Linked DNA regions of Mus musculus: all the other regions are linked to region 2. The links are chromatin contacts, called in public HiChIP or PLAC-seq and promoter capture Hi-C maps. All regions are on one chromosome and are shown on one strand. The core of a region is the stretch at or near the end of the contact, and the rest is flanking DNA. Distances in the headings are between cores, read along the strand shown. Region 1 holds the start of Cryba2 (crystallin, beta A2). Region 2 holds the start of Gmppa (GDP-mannose pyrophosphorylase A). Region 3 holds the start of Usp37 (ubiquitin specific peptidase 37).

Region 1 (4,071 bases), core at 1,312-3,811, 540 kb after region 2:
GGGTCAGGAGATATGGTCCTCAGTTGCTGTAGGTGGAAGCAGTAGGTGTAATGGTAGACAGGTATAGACAGATATGCCTTTTCACTGGTTGCAGATAGAACTAAAAGCCATGGATGGGTACTGAGACCTATATATTCTCCTGATGAGGAAACGCAGGTACAGACAGTGCGGGAAAGACTGGCTGCTGCCACGAGGAGAATTTCCAACTGGAAAGGGTAGCCTTCTGGTATAAATCACCACCCCTAAACCCAAGTGACACCTAGTGTTAAGGAGTCATTTTCCCTCTACCTGCAGTGAACACACATCTCTGCCGAATACTGGCCAACACATAAACTGGAAGTTGCCCCCGCACACCTCAGGCTCAGCTCCTGATAAACATGACAAACACAGCCCCACAGTCACCAACAGCACAGATGTACAGCCTGTTGTCAACACCACAGCCTCCTCTCCCCCCCCCCCCCCCCTCTCTCTCTCTCTCTCTCTCACACACACACACACACACACACTGCCCACACACTGGCTTTCTGGTTAGAGGAGACTGGCCCCGCCCCCTAGTGGCCACCTCTATAATTGTCGGATGGAGGGAGAAGCAGCGAGAGGTCTTCTGTTTTGGTTTGTTTGTTTGTTTGTTTTGCCTAATCTTCCTTTCTGTTTCAGCCAGGACTTGTGAGGCAGAACAGCAGCTAGAATAGTAAGCATCCAAGATTGGCTGTTGCCCTGTATGGAGTCTGGGTTTTCCCCTATGTTCTGGGGAAAATTACAGCTCTTTCATTTTTAGCTAGCTCTCTCTAGGATAGACAAGCGGCTAAAAGCTAATTCTGGCTCCTCCCTCAATCAAACCTCCTCAGGTTTGCCCCATTTTCCATCCATGTGTGCCTGGCTTGGGTTATAGACTATTCAAGTTTGTAGGTGTGAATCTCAACAGCCATTTCTCACCAGTGAATGGAGAGGCCTAAGGGAGGAGCTGCCTGCCCCTTCCCACCTCCAGCCCCAAACTTCAGAAATGGAATTAGTGGGATGGGAAAACCATCATCCCCACCCCACTGGAGACTTTCTTATACACTTCTTCTCGGTCAACATTTGGCCCACAATTGACCATCTTGTTAATCCACCCCAGCTTTATCGGGTTCCTACTCTGTATCCAGCACCGTGCTAGGTTTGAGGATAGCTGGGAACAAGGCAGACACAGCTCCTACCCTTTTGTGTAGGGCTTACAGTCTAGTAGAGGAGGCACCAGTGCATTCATATACTAGGAGGAAGAGATCTTGAGACTGATAAAGGCTAAAGAGAAAAACGTACTCGATGGGTGGTGTTTTGTGGCTGGTACCATCTACAGAGTAGCAGAGGAGCTAGCCACACCAAGAATGTGTGGTTAAAACATCCCAGGGAAATCGAAGGGCAAAAGCAAAGGCTCTCGGCCAGCCACGGATGGGTTTAGCAGTTGGTAGAAGGAAGGTGCCAGAGGTTAAGCTTCCGGGAGTTGAGGTAGGGGGTCTGGCAACAGAACAAAAGGCCTCCTGGATGTTCTTAACTATGAAAGTGGCTAGGTGTGGATTTGAAGAAAGCCCCACACCCTGCTGGGCTTCAATTTTTATGTTTGTGTGTGCAAACTGAACCCACCAGGCTGCTGAGTCTATAGAGGAGGCACTTGGCAAACAGGAGTAACAAAATATTTCCCACCCACCTCCTTCCCTCTTCTGCTGGGTTAGCCTCTCTCGTTGTTAAGGATCTGTAATCAGCCTGCCTTCTAAATGACAGCTAAAAGGGCGAGGAGACCTCCTTTGGGGTCCCTAGCCTTTTCTGTCCCATCTCCCCACCTCCCCACTGCTGCAGATTCTGGTGCCTCGGTGGTCCCCGAGAGGGTGGGGGAAGACTGAGAGCCACTTCTATCTAGGACAGTTGAACCCTCTCTTGGCACTTGTATTCTTAAAATCCAGGAAAAAAACAAAAACAAAAACAAAACCCAAAAAACCAAACCAAACCAAACCAAAACCCATGCTAGCGCTCCCGGGTGCTTTTCAGTGTTTAGTGCCGCCTGGCGGCGAGGCCTGGTCTTGACCTCAGTGCCAGAGAAGACTCCTTGGAAAGCTCCGCTCAGGAAGAAAAGGGTAACAGCGAACAGGTCCTGAGGGCCTTGGCGCAGCGTCCTTAGAGAAGGGTCTTCTCTTCCTCCTCCCTAGTGTCCCCCAAAAGCAAGATCTTCACCTAGAGAGTTTTGACTTTGGAAAGAACTGTGCTGGCCAGGCTTACGCAGTCTTAGAAAAGGCTAAACCGTACGCTTACGGTCACGCCTGAGTGTCTGTGCCAGGGATTGCTTGTTCTGCCCCTAGGCTAGGAGTCTCTACCAGGCTTAGACCACAGTGAAAGAAAGCGCAGAGTCAGCCTGGGCTCCGGCAGACACGATGTGCGCCTCAGCACTTTCCGTTGTCATGCATGCGGGCTGGGACCAGATCGGTGACTCCGCTGCCTATGCAGACCAGAGCTGGCCAAAGCCTGCCAGCTGACTCAGCTTGCACACCCCACCCGGATTCCACAGGGAGAGGCAGCCAGACATGACTATAAAGCAGCGAACACCAGGCTCGCGCGCAGCCTCTCCATTTTCCGTCGGTGCGGTGCTCACTCACTCGGTGAGTACTGGGGGGAGAGGGAGTAACAAGGGAACCTCCCCTCACGCCCACCCGCTCCGCACAGCGGCAGCCTGTGTCCGGATCCAGACCCTAGATTCCTCACACCCTACTGGGGATGGGCAGGCTTAGGCTAAGTAGAGTGTTCCCGAGAAGTTAGCCCATGATCTTGCCCTTCTTATCTGCAGCGACATGAGCAGCGCCCCCGCGCCGGGCTCGGCGCCCGTTTGCCTCACACTCTGGGATGAGGAGGACTTCCAGGGTCGTCGCTGCCGGCTACTGAGCGACTGTGCCAACGTCTGTGAGCGGGGAGCCCTGCGCAGGGTGCGCTCAGTCAAGGTGGAAAACGGCGCGTGAGTGATCCTGCTGTGGCTAATGGGCCAATTTAGGGGTTTTCTGGCTTCTCTCCCTTCCACCCTAGCCAAAGTCAGAGCCCGGAACTTCAACCTTCACTCCAGTGCGCCGTAGACAGACTCATCAAGGAGAGAAATCTTTGTCCTCTCCAGTACTCCCAACCCCTCCCCAAGACAAAGGCAAGAAGCAATCGTGGGGCCGCCCTGAAACCTCCACGTTTTCTTTGTGCAGGTGGCTTTGTGGAGACAGATCCTTTGTGCTCTGCCCATCTGGGTATCCTAGAAGCCAGGTTGGGGTCCTGAAGATAGCAGAGGCTCCTTTGCCACTATAGCAGTACAGAGAACGGTTGGCTGCCTATGCAGTCACATAAAACCCAGAAGGAAGTCACTGGTTCGGCGATCTTATTAACCTGAAACATTCCTTCTAACCGCGGGCGATAAACGGGAAACCTGGGCCTTTCTAGCTCAGGTTTGGGGCTTTCAGTTTCCAGAGGAGCTGGGTCTATCTGAGGAATGGTTTAGCGTTGGAGAAATAGTTTGAGTCCCCGGATATTTTCAACCTTAGCAAACAGGGTGATGATGGGGGAGAGGGAGACTGAGCAGATGTTTCCCAGTTCCTCTTCTCTTTTTTTTTTTCAGATGGGTGGCCTTCGAGTACCCCGACTTCCAGGGACAGCAGTTCATTCTAGAGAAGGGAGACTATCCTTGCTGGAGTGCCTGGAGCGGAAGCAGTGGCCACCACAGCAACCAATTGCTGTCCTTCAGGCCAGTGCTCTGTGCGGTGAGCACAGCCAACTCCTCCCCCCCCCCCCCCCCCACACACACACACGCGCGCGCGCGCACACACACACACACCCCAACCTCTGATCTCCTGCCACCAAGCTCCAGGTCCCAACCAAAGTGAGTTGCTTTGAAATACCTACCCACCCACCACCACCCCATGATGTATGAATAAACTCTTGGGTGGGTGGTAGTGGCATTTGTGGACCTATCCCTGCATCAGCACCACGGACAGCACCAAAGACCAGCGGGTTCTGAGCATGCTGGGGTCCTTCTGTTTCAATCCACCACAGGTGTGTAAGGATGTCACACAG
Region 2 (4,213 bases), core at 134-2,633:
CTACAGCATAGGTGCTCTGCGCTTTATCACTGATTCCCCCTGCTATGGCTCTAGCTTATTCTTTAAGATCCCTGCCTGGCTTCACATTCCATACTGTAAAACTAAGTGTGAAATCTGAGCAGCAGCAAGAGGCAGGGAAGTCACCAGGACTGGCTGCCCAAAGCAGTGCTCAGACGCCTGTGAATGGCAGCCCGTGGAGCCGTAGTTGGTGGGAAAAGATGGCAGCTGGGAAATGGAAGACAGACACACACCATGAAGGAGAGGGGCAGGAAGTGTGGGGTTACCTGGGCACAGGCTTCTATATGGTGCTGGATCATGGGAACGCCTGCCACAGGAAACAGAGGTTTGGGCACCTCAAAAGACAAAGGCCTGAAGCGAGTCCCTGAGAGGACAGGAGAACGTTTTAGCTTCCTATTTCCTTGTGTCCCAACCCCACCGACCTCTCCAGCCTACCCGCTCCCCTGTCCCCCATCTCCTCACCCTTCTGGGGGCCTCCAATGAGAATCACAGCTTTGAGCATGATGAGCGCTATTACCTAAACCTCAAACCACAACAGAATAATTACAACACATAGTCCTTTCCTAGGATGTAAACACAAAAGTTCAGTATAGTCCCTCCTTGGGCACACAATCACGAAATTCATCCCAATCCAGAACTCAGATGGCTTCAAAACCCTGCAGCCCTCCCTTTTATCTCTAATGACTTCTCTTTGGCCGTGAACAAATTATGTAAACACGGGTACTCAACGGACCCCCTTCTCTGACCCCAGATCTCAAAACCCTGAAACCTCTAGTCCCAGTGCCTTGCAAATGACTGCTTCCTCCTTCTAGCTGTTCAACTCCGAATCCCAGCGGTGAATATGGAACCACAAACCTTGAGTGAGCTCTGGGTATTTAATTTTAATCCTATGAATGCGCCCCAAGTACAGAACTAACATCAATCTGCATTTGATGAGCACCAACCCTAACACCTCTAGGTGCTGACTGTGAATTCTACAACTACCTACATGTGCTCGAATCAAAAGACAGGTTCCGTTGACATGTCAAACGCTGAGCCTACTACTCCAGCCGTGCGCATACCGACCACTGGTGCGGAATCTCTGGATTCCAAAGATTGATTGCTGACCTGGACCCCACAACTGAGTCAGTCCAATAGACGTCAGTTTCTCGTAGCCATTGGTTATAGAACCAACACAAGCGTGGGCATGAGGAGAGAAAGACAGGCCCTGTGAGCCCTCCCTACGTCCAGGGTCCGTCTGCTACACCTTACCCTGCCCACCACCCCCTCCACCATGTAGATCCTTTTACCACTAGCTCCCTTTACGCCAGCTCTGCCGCCTGCCACTGCTTGCTCCTTCCGCGTACGTGTCTCCTTACAACCCGCGAGAGCTCTTTCGCGGGGGCTGCTGGGAATTGTAGTTTTGAAAACGTTCTCTCTCCAACTCCAATAAGACACTTGGGAAACGTGCTGGAAACCTGGTGCGTTCCGTCAAGTCACCGTAGGACAAGGCTTAACTGAGGAGAGAGAGGAGTAAGGATGGGGGCTAAGAAGTTAGGCCTGGAAACTTGAGATTGAGACCTAAGCTTTTCCAGTATGGGCTCAGGGGCAGCGGAGCACTAAGTCACAGGACAATCCCCTGGGTGGCCAGCTTTGGAACAGCCTGGAGGGGCTGAGCCTAGACTGAGCAAAAGAAAAGGAGCAATCACAGTTCCAAAATTTGTCCAGCTGAGAAATTTGACACTGAGAGAAATCCTATTCCGGATGACTACTACCTGTAAAATGAGCTTTCCAGATTTCCTAGTGACTCCAACATTCTGTGACCTTGGCCTGTGGGTCTTGGAATAAATATGGGGGGGGGGGCAGGCAGGGAGAGGAAATGGCGATGGAAAACAAAACAAACAAGCACGAGGAGGATCAGAAGGAAAGCAATTTTGTTTTATTTTTGTTTTTTAGATTATATCTAAGTACACTGTAGCTGTCTTCAGATGCACCAGAAGAGGGCGTTAGACCTCATTAACGAATGGTTGTGAGCCACTATGTGGTTGCTGGGATTTGAACTCAGGACCTTCAGAAGAGCAGTCGGTGCTCTTAACCACTGAGCCATCTCTCCAGCCAGGAAAGCAGTTTTATTAAGCAAGGCAGAAGAGGGTTTGGATCCCACCAGCACCTGGGATCGCAGCCAGGGTAAAAAGGTCTGATGGTCCCTTTCAAGCCATGTCCACCTGAGGAAGCCTTGGGCCATGTCCTGGGGTAGTCCTGGGGAATGGTAAGGCGCTGGTGGTGTTAGGACCAATCTCTACACCCTGGGGAAGGTGTGGAGAGACGGAGGGCAGATCTGTGGGTCAGTTTATCTGTGTGTGTAATGAGCGTTAATTATAAAGCTCATTCTTTGCAGTCCAGTTTCTGGGAACAATACTACACAGGTCCCAGTCTCAGCCCTGCCTTAGCTGCAGATCCTAGACCTCCCTGTCGTGGTCCTCAATGTCCTACCCGTGCTTGGTCTGGCAGACATGGAGTGGGCAGTCAGTGCTGCCATGGCGTCTTTGAGGTCCCTTTTATATCTTAGCATGGACTCAACAAAGGACAGGGGAACCTGACCATAGGACACGAGCATCACCATGAGATGAGGAATATCTGGCCCTAACTCCACACGATGCATTTGAATTCACAGTATGTTATTGGACAGATGACTAGCCTTTACATTTTATCTCTTTCGTTATTAAACAGGACTTATCCCTGTCCCTTTTTCTCTGGGTCAAGTAGAAGATCAAAAGAGATACAGCTCTCACAAGTGCTTCGGAGACAGCTCTGTGTAAGGAAAGCGCCCTGGGTTGGGAGCCAGAAAACTAGATTTTAAATCCTGGCGCACGCACACTGTGACCTTGGGTCCTAGAATCCTAGGATGGGAGCCCCGGGCTGACTTCTCAGTCTGGGTGGGATCAGGACCTGAAGGAAGGGAGGAAATTGCTAGGCTTGTCATGCCCTCCAGTCAGTGTGGAGGGTGGGTTCCTCCTCACTCGGTCTGGACTAGGCCCAGCTACAAATGCACTCCCGCCTGGACACTACCACTGCAGATGCCCACAGGGTGACGCTGTTCTGAACCTAGAGCACATGAGCCTTCCATAAGGATGCCCATGGAATCTGAGCACTGGTTGGCATCGTTGATGCTCTATACTGGTCCAGATGGCCAGTTATCAGTATCTTGCACTCCCAGAGCCACCACTACCTCTGGATCCTTGGAGACAGTACTACTTAGGCCTATAGCACAGCTCCTTGCATCCTAACTCCAGCAGATAAACAGGTCCAGGAAAGTTGAGATTCATTACGTCAGCTTGGCTACACTGCCTTTGCCAGAACTTTGTCCTTCAGAAGCCAAGGCAGACCCTTCTCTTTCAGTTCCTTCTGAAACACCCCCATCCTTCCAGGCTGGGTCAGTATTCAGAACTCTCATAATAGAACTGAGGCCTGCTCTCTGTGCAGTCTGCCAGCACACCATCTCTGCCCCTTTCCCTTATCCCACTAGACACCTAACCTGGAAATTGGAAGAGGTAACCCCTGCACTGTTTTCCCAGTGCCTCTCTTCCATCTTTGTGACAGAACAGGGTCTGGATGGTCATTACCACCCTTGAAGGTTAACATTATAATTGACTCCCCAACCTCTAGGTCTGCTGAAGTCCTTTGAGGGCATACCCTTGTGCATAGGGGCACAAGACTGCCTGTGATAAAGATCATCTCTCCGGGGCTTGAGTGGAGTGCTGTCAATGTAGGCTAGGGAACCAGGTGGGAGCGTTGTAGACACTGGTTTACGAGTCTTGGTACTGCAAACCTTTTGATCAGAACAATTTTGATACCACTCTGCTGACATAAATTACCTCAGCTCTTCCGTGTTTGGAATAAGCTGTTCACGTGCCATTTCCAATGGAGGTGGGAAGGAAACTGCAGATCAAAGGGGACGGGAGAGGAATTGTTTTTTTTCCATTTATCAAGATACGAGTTCAGGCACCTGAGTTTTATATGAATGTATTTGCAATGTGTGAGGGGTTGGAGATCCTCGCAGGCAAACTGTATATCTTCATAACTGGGATGATGGGTGGGCAAGGTATCTCTCTCTCTGCTTTTAACATCTTGTTATTTTAAGATGATGAGCCCTGCCTCCATCCTGGAAGCCAGAACGGCTGTAGAAGCTTGAGTCAAGGGGTCTCAACCCAGTGCC
Region 3 (4,077 bases), core at 1,049-3,548, 930 kb after region 2:
TTACACTTAGCTGAGTCGCTTGCTTTTTTTCTTCCCTTTTGAGACTGCATCTTACTGTGTATCTCAGGCTGGCCTAAATAAAACGCTCTGTAGACCAGGCTGCCCTTGAATGCAGAGATCTGCCTGCCTCTGCTTCCCTGGGTGCTGGGATTAAAAGCATTGTCATGCCAATCAGATTGTTTACTTTTGGGAGGAGTCTCTGGAGACTGAACCAAGGGTGTCACACATGCCAGATCAAATATTCTCCTATAATTAATATCTCTACCCATCTTTTTAAAAATGTTTTCTGAGATAGTCTTATTAAATTGCCAGGCTGGTCTTGAACTTGTGATCTGCCTGTCTGAGCTGATATTACAGAGGTGCTGCCACCACCCTCTGGAGGATGTTTTTCTTTTCTTTTTGGTCAGGATATCACTATGCTATCATGGTGGCCTGAACTTTCCATATAGACCAGGCTGGCCTCAAAATTCACAGAAATCCCAAGCACGGCTGTCCTAAATATTTCTTTTTATACTTGAAGTTAAGGTAGTTTTTCATATTTTATTTAGTCATTATGTTACGTTGTCTCATAATGTAATCTAAATACATTATTTTCCTGATAGCATTTCCCCTTGGTGAAACAAAGTGAAACTGGCCTTTGGAAGTGTCTTTAAACTATGCTGCTTCCAGTATGGTTGTGAGTGTAGCCATTCAGTCAGCATTATTTGAGTGCTTACCTTACTGTAGTAGGAACTGTCCCAGTGGTGGGGAAAACAAGTGAACAGGCCTCACCAAATACTTGCCCCTGACTTACAGAGTACAGACAACCCACAAGTAAAAGTAAAATAAAATATAAAAGTCTAGTAATTAAACCGTGGGATCGGTGCTCTATATGAGAAAATGTTGGGGTTACAAGCTACTATGAATATGGTCGGAAAAAGTCACTCTGAGGTAAACTTGTGTGTATGTATGGAGGCAGAGTCCTAAGAAAGACATTCCAGGTAGAGAATATGTAACAGAAAAGTTCATATACTTCTTGGTCGGAGCTTAGGGAGCAAGTGACAAAAACCAAGCCCATAAACGTGACTAAGGACCACATCATACAGGGCTTGTAGGCCAGGGAAGGAGTCTACTTTCTCTAAATTTAACCGAAAGCCATAGTACGACTCTAGGGAGGTATAATACATGATTTGCTTTTCTTGTTAAAAGATAAAACGCGAGGCGTGAGGAAGTCTTTCCTCATGCAAAAAGCAAGTGGCTTGAGCTAGAAGCCCATTTCCGAACCACTGAGATGTGCCTAGGCGAGGAAGTCTAGGATCACGGGACCAGAGCGAATGGCCGTGGCAGTATCCTCATCCCCGCCGACGCCCAGCATTCACAACCCGCGTCCAGATAAACTGACGCCAGGCGCAAAGGAATCAATGAATGGCCTGCTGGGGCAGCGCGGGGCGCGGGACCAGGCCTTGGCGCTGGCAAACAACGCGAGAGGCCGCGCGCCAGGCCAGGAGAGGGGGCGGGAGGGGATGAGAGGGAACAGCGGGGGTCCGGCTCCGCCACGGTCGGCGTGTGGAGACCCCCAGACCTTGCGACTAGGGGCAGGAGCAGCTGGACTCAGGGCCCGGATCTGGGAGCTAGAAAACAGGCTGAGACGGACATCCGAGCGGGAGCAACCACTCACCGCTGCCGTTGCCAGGCTGTGCATGTTTGGAGCGGCCGCCGCACTCCTCCTCCCGCCGGACGCACCGGACCCGCGTCCCAGCTTCAGCGGCTCTGATGCCCAAGATGAAGTGCCGCCATCCGCCTCCGCCTCGCTCCGCCCCCTTCGCGGGCCTTTGACCTCTCACCTCTGACCCTCCGCCCACCCAGCCCTTTCCCGCCTCCCGGACCTCGGCCTAGCAAATAATCTCAAAGTATGTTCTTTGAACCTTCAGATTCGGGATCAAAATGACGTCTGCAAACTACTGGCCCTCGTATCCCCACAGCATCGCAGGTAAATCCTTTGAGAGACGTGAACTCTGACTTTCTCCCGAAGGCCAGACAAGGGCGGGAAAAGGCCAGCAGGCTTGGAAGGACACGAATTGCGCATGCTCAAGCGGTTGCGCGTGAGGAAAATGGTAGGAGGGCCAAAGTTGGTAAAGTGGACGGTGCGCATGTGTATTACAGTGTCGTCACGGCGGGGGCGGGGCCGCCCGGGTTAGGGGCTGGGCATGGTGAGGGGCAGAGCGAATGCTTGAGGGGCGGGACTTGCGCGCTTACGCGCACGCGCCTGGACTGGTTGCGTCGAGAGTGCGTGCGTCCGTACGTGTTTGCGTGTAGTCATAGTTCCCGCCATCAGCGGGTTTAGGTGTGCTAGGAGAGAGACCGGCCTCGCTCTCTGGGGCTAGTAGAGCCCCTTCCTTCCGAGCCTTTCGGCTCCACCCCCTCCGCGGGAACTTTGTGCTTCCGGCAAGCTTGTCCGGAGCTGGGACCCTCTAGCGCAGGTAAGACGAGCCGGGACAGCTTCTGAATTGAGCCGTTTTCCCCGGCACCCCCACCCCACCCCTGCGGTCCGCCCACTCGGCGTCCACTTCAGAGTTCTCCCGGCTGCTGCTTAGCCCGCCCCGGGTCCTTGGATACCCAATGCCTTACAGGTGCCCCGTTCGAGTGTTGCCCCCTTTACTTCTCCTTTAACGCGTCCGTGTTGTCACTTGCTTTCTGCATTCTAAATCTGGCCTCTCTTCACCAAGGTTCAGGTGGTCTCAGCGTACCTCCCTGCAAGGCCTGCTGTCTTTACAGGTGACTTTGTTGCCACATATCCATTAAAACCTTGACTGCGATATTCACACGCCCGCTTGACCATTCTTTACTTTCCTACTCCTCTTAGACATTACTCGCTGAAAGGGAGTGTAATTTTTGTCGTGCCTTTGGTTGCTACCCATATCTAGCCAGGACACTGACGGTGTCTATTGAACCAATTTTAAATCAAAATCTGGAGAAAAATAAAAAGGTAATAAAGTTCCGTGTCGTTGGAGAGTTGTACTGTAGTGTTTTTCAGATATTCCTTTGGCGAGTTAACAGTACCTGATGAGTCTATAGTTGAAAGAACTAATCTAAGAGGGAATGTTAAGGGGGCATTTTGGTTTATTGTGTTAAGTATTAGAGGAGGCTTCTGGGCCAGACAGATAGGCTCTAGTGTGTTTGTATGATGTTTGTCATTTGTCATGTTAATATTTGGGTGAATATTCAAAAGAATAGTGTTGCATACTGGCAAAAGGAAAAGGAGGGACTGAAGACCCAAGGACAGATGTAATCAGTTGGTAAGAAATTTTGTCAGGGTAAATGATTTGGTTTTGGACTGGGGTTCTCCCCTGTTGTACTTCCATTTCTCTCTAAGCTTTAAATTCTGCTATATGTTGATAACTTGAGATTTTCTTATTTTCAGCTCCATATTCAAATAGCCAACTGTCTGCTTAACATCTCAGCTTGATTTTTTCTCCCCTTAGGAATTTCAAATATGATACCTTTAAAAACTGGAGTCAATCTGTCTCTTGTACCCAAATTCTCTCCTTTCCAGTGTCCACTACACCACAAGCGGCATGCATGTCCATTTTGATGACACATAGCCATTTGTTCAGTGACACTGGGTAGAAGCTTGAGAAGCAGTCTTGATTTCTTCATCCTATGTGTTCATATCCTTTCCAAGTTCTGTTTTACTTCTAATATATGTTTTGCATTTATTTCTGACCTTCTTCACTTTGACTTTTCTAATTCAAACCACAGTTCTTTTTCATAGGGACTTGATCTCCCTTATTCCTATTCTCACCTGTAGAATAGGAGTAAGAGTTCTTAGCTTACCTGGGTAATGGGAGGCAGGGGCAGATGGATCTCCGAGTTCAAGACCAGCTTGGACTACAGAGTGAGTTCCAGGATAGCTGGGGTTGGGGGGGTGGCGGTACACAGAAAAACCCGTCTCTAAAAACAAATAAACAAAAGTTCTCACCTTAGTGGATTATTATGAGTGCTATAAACTCCCTAAAGTATTGACACTCAGAATCTGTCAAGTAAGAATTATTATTGTAATTATGAGTTAAAAACACTACTTTCTTATCTGATCTCCCT

Evidence for each region. Promoter capture Hi-C pulls out the DNA fragments that hold promoters and counts their contacts. HiChIP or PLAC-seq counts read pairs in DNA pulled down with a chosen protein or histone mark.
Region 1: a promoter capture Hi-C map of embryonic stem cells shows a contact between it and region 2, with 8 times the contacts expected there. The contact joins the promoter of Cryba2 here to the promoter of Gmppa in region 2. A contact is called at or near these places in 15 of 39 promoter capture datasets (the C10 cell line, HPC-7-derived erythroid cells, embryonic stem cells and 7 more), 3 of 484 Hi-C or Micro-C datasets (all in embryonic stem cells), 3 of 115 datasets of contacts at active chromatin or transcription factors (all in embryonic stem cells) and 2 of 9 other capture datasets (embryonic stem cells and pancreatic islet).
Region 3: a contact with region 2 is called in an H3K27ac HiChIP or PLAC-seq map of microglia, with 9 times the contacts expected there. The contact joins the promoter of Usp37 here to the promoter of Gmppa in region 2. A contact is called at or near these places in 4 of 39 promoter capture datasets (the HPC-7 cell line, liver and pre-B cells), 1 of 115 datasets of contacts at active chromatin or transcription factors (microglia) and 1 of 9 other capture datasets (liver).

Annotation. Positions count from the first base shown.
Region 1 is chr1:74,891,633-74,895,703 of GRCm38.p6, reverse strand. It overlaps Cryba2 (crystallin, beta A2), which reads left to right and starts at 2,561. Exons shown (of 5, transcript NM_021541.3): 1 at 2,561-2,627; 2 at 2,813-2,977; 3 at 3,617-3,758. The coding sequence starts at 2,817.
Region 2 is chr1:75,433,106-75,437,318 of GRCm38.p6, reverse strand. Gmppa (GDP-mannose pyrophosphorylase A) reads right to left here and starts at 1,383. Exons shown (of 13, transcript NM_001357170.1): 1 at 1,007-1,383; 2 at 481-541; 3 at 285-382. The coding sequence starts at 520.
Region 3 is chr1:74,504,042-74,508,118 of GRCm38.p6, reverse strand. It overlaps Usp37 (ubiquitin specific peptidase 37), which reads left to right and starts at 2,298. Exons shown (of 24, transcript NM_001310662.1): 1 at 2,298-2,459. Cnot9 (CCR4-NOT transcription complex, subunit 9) reads right to left here and starts at 2,059. Exons shown (of 8, transcript NM_021383.5): 1 at 1,658-2,059. The coding sequence starts at 1,681.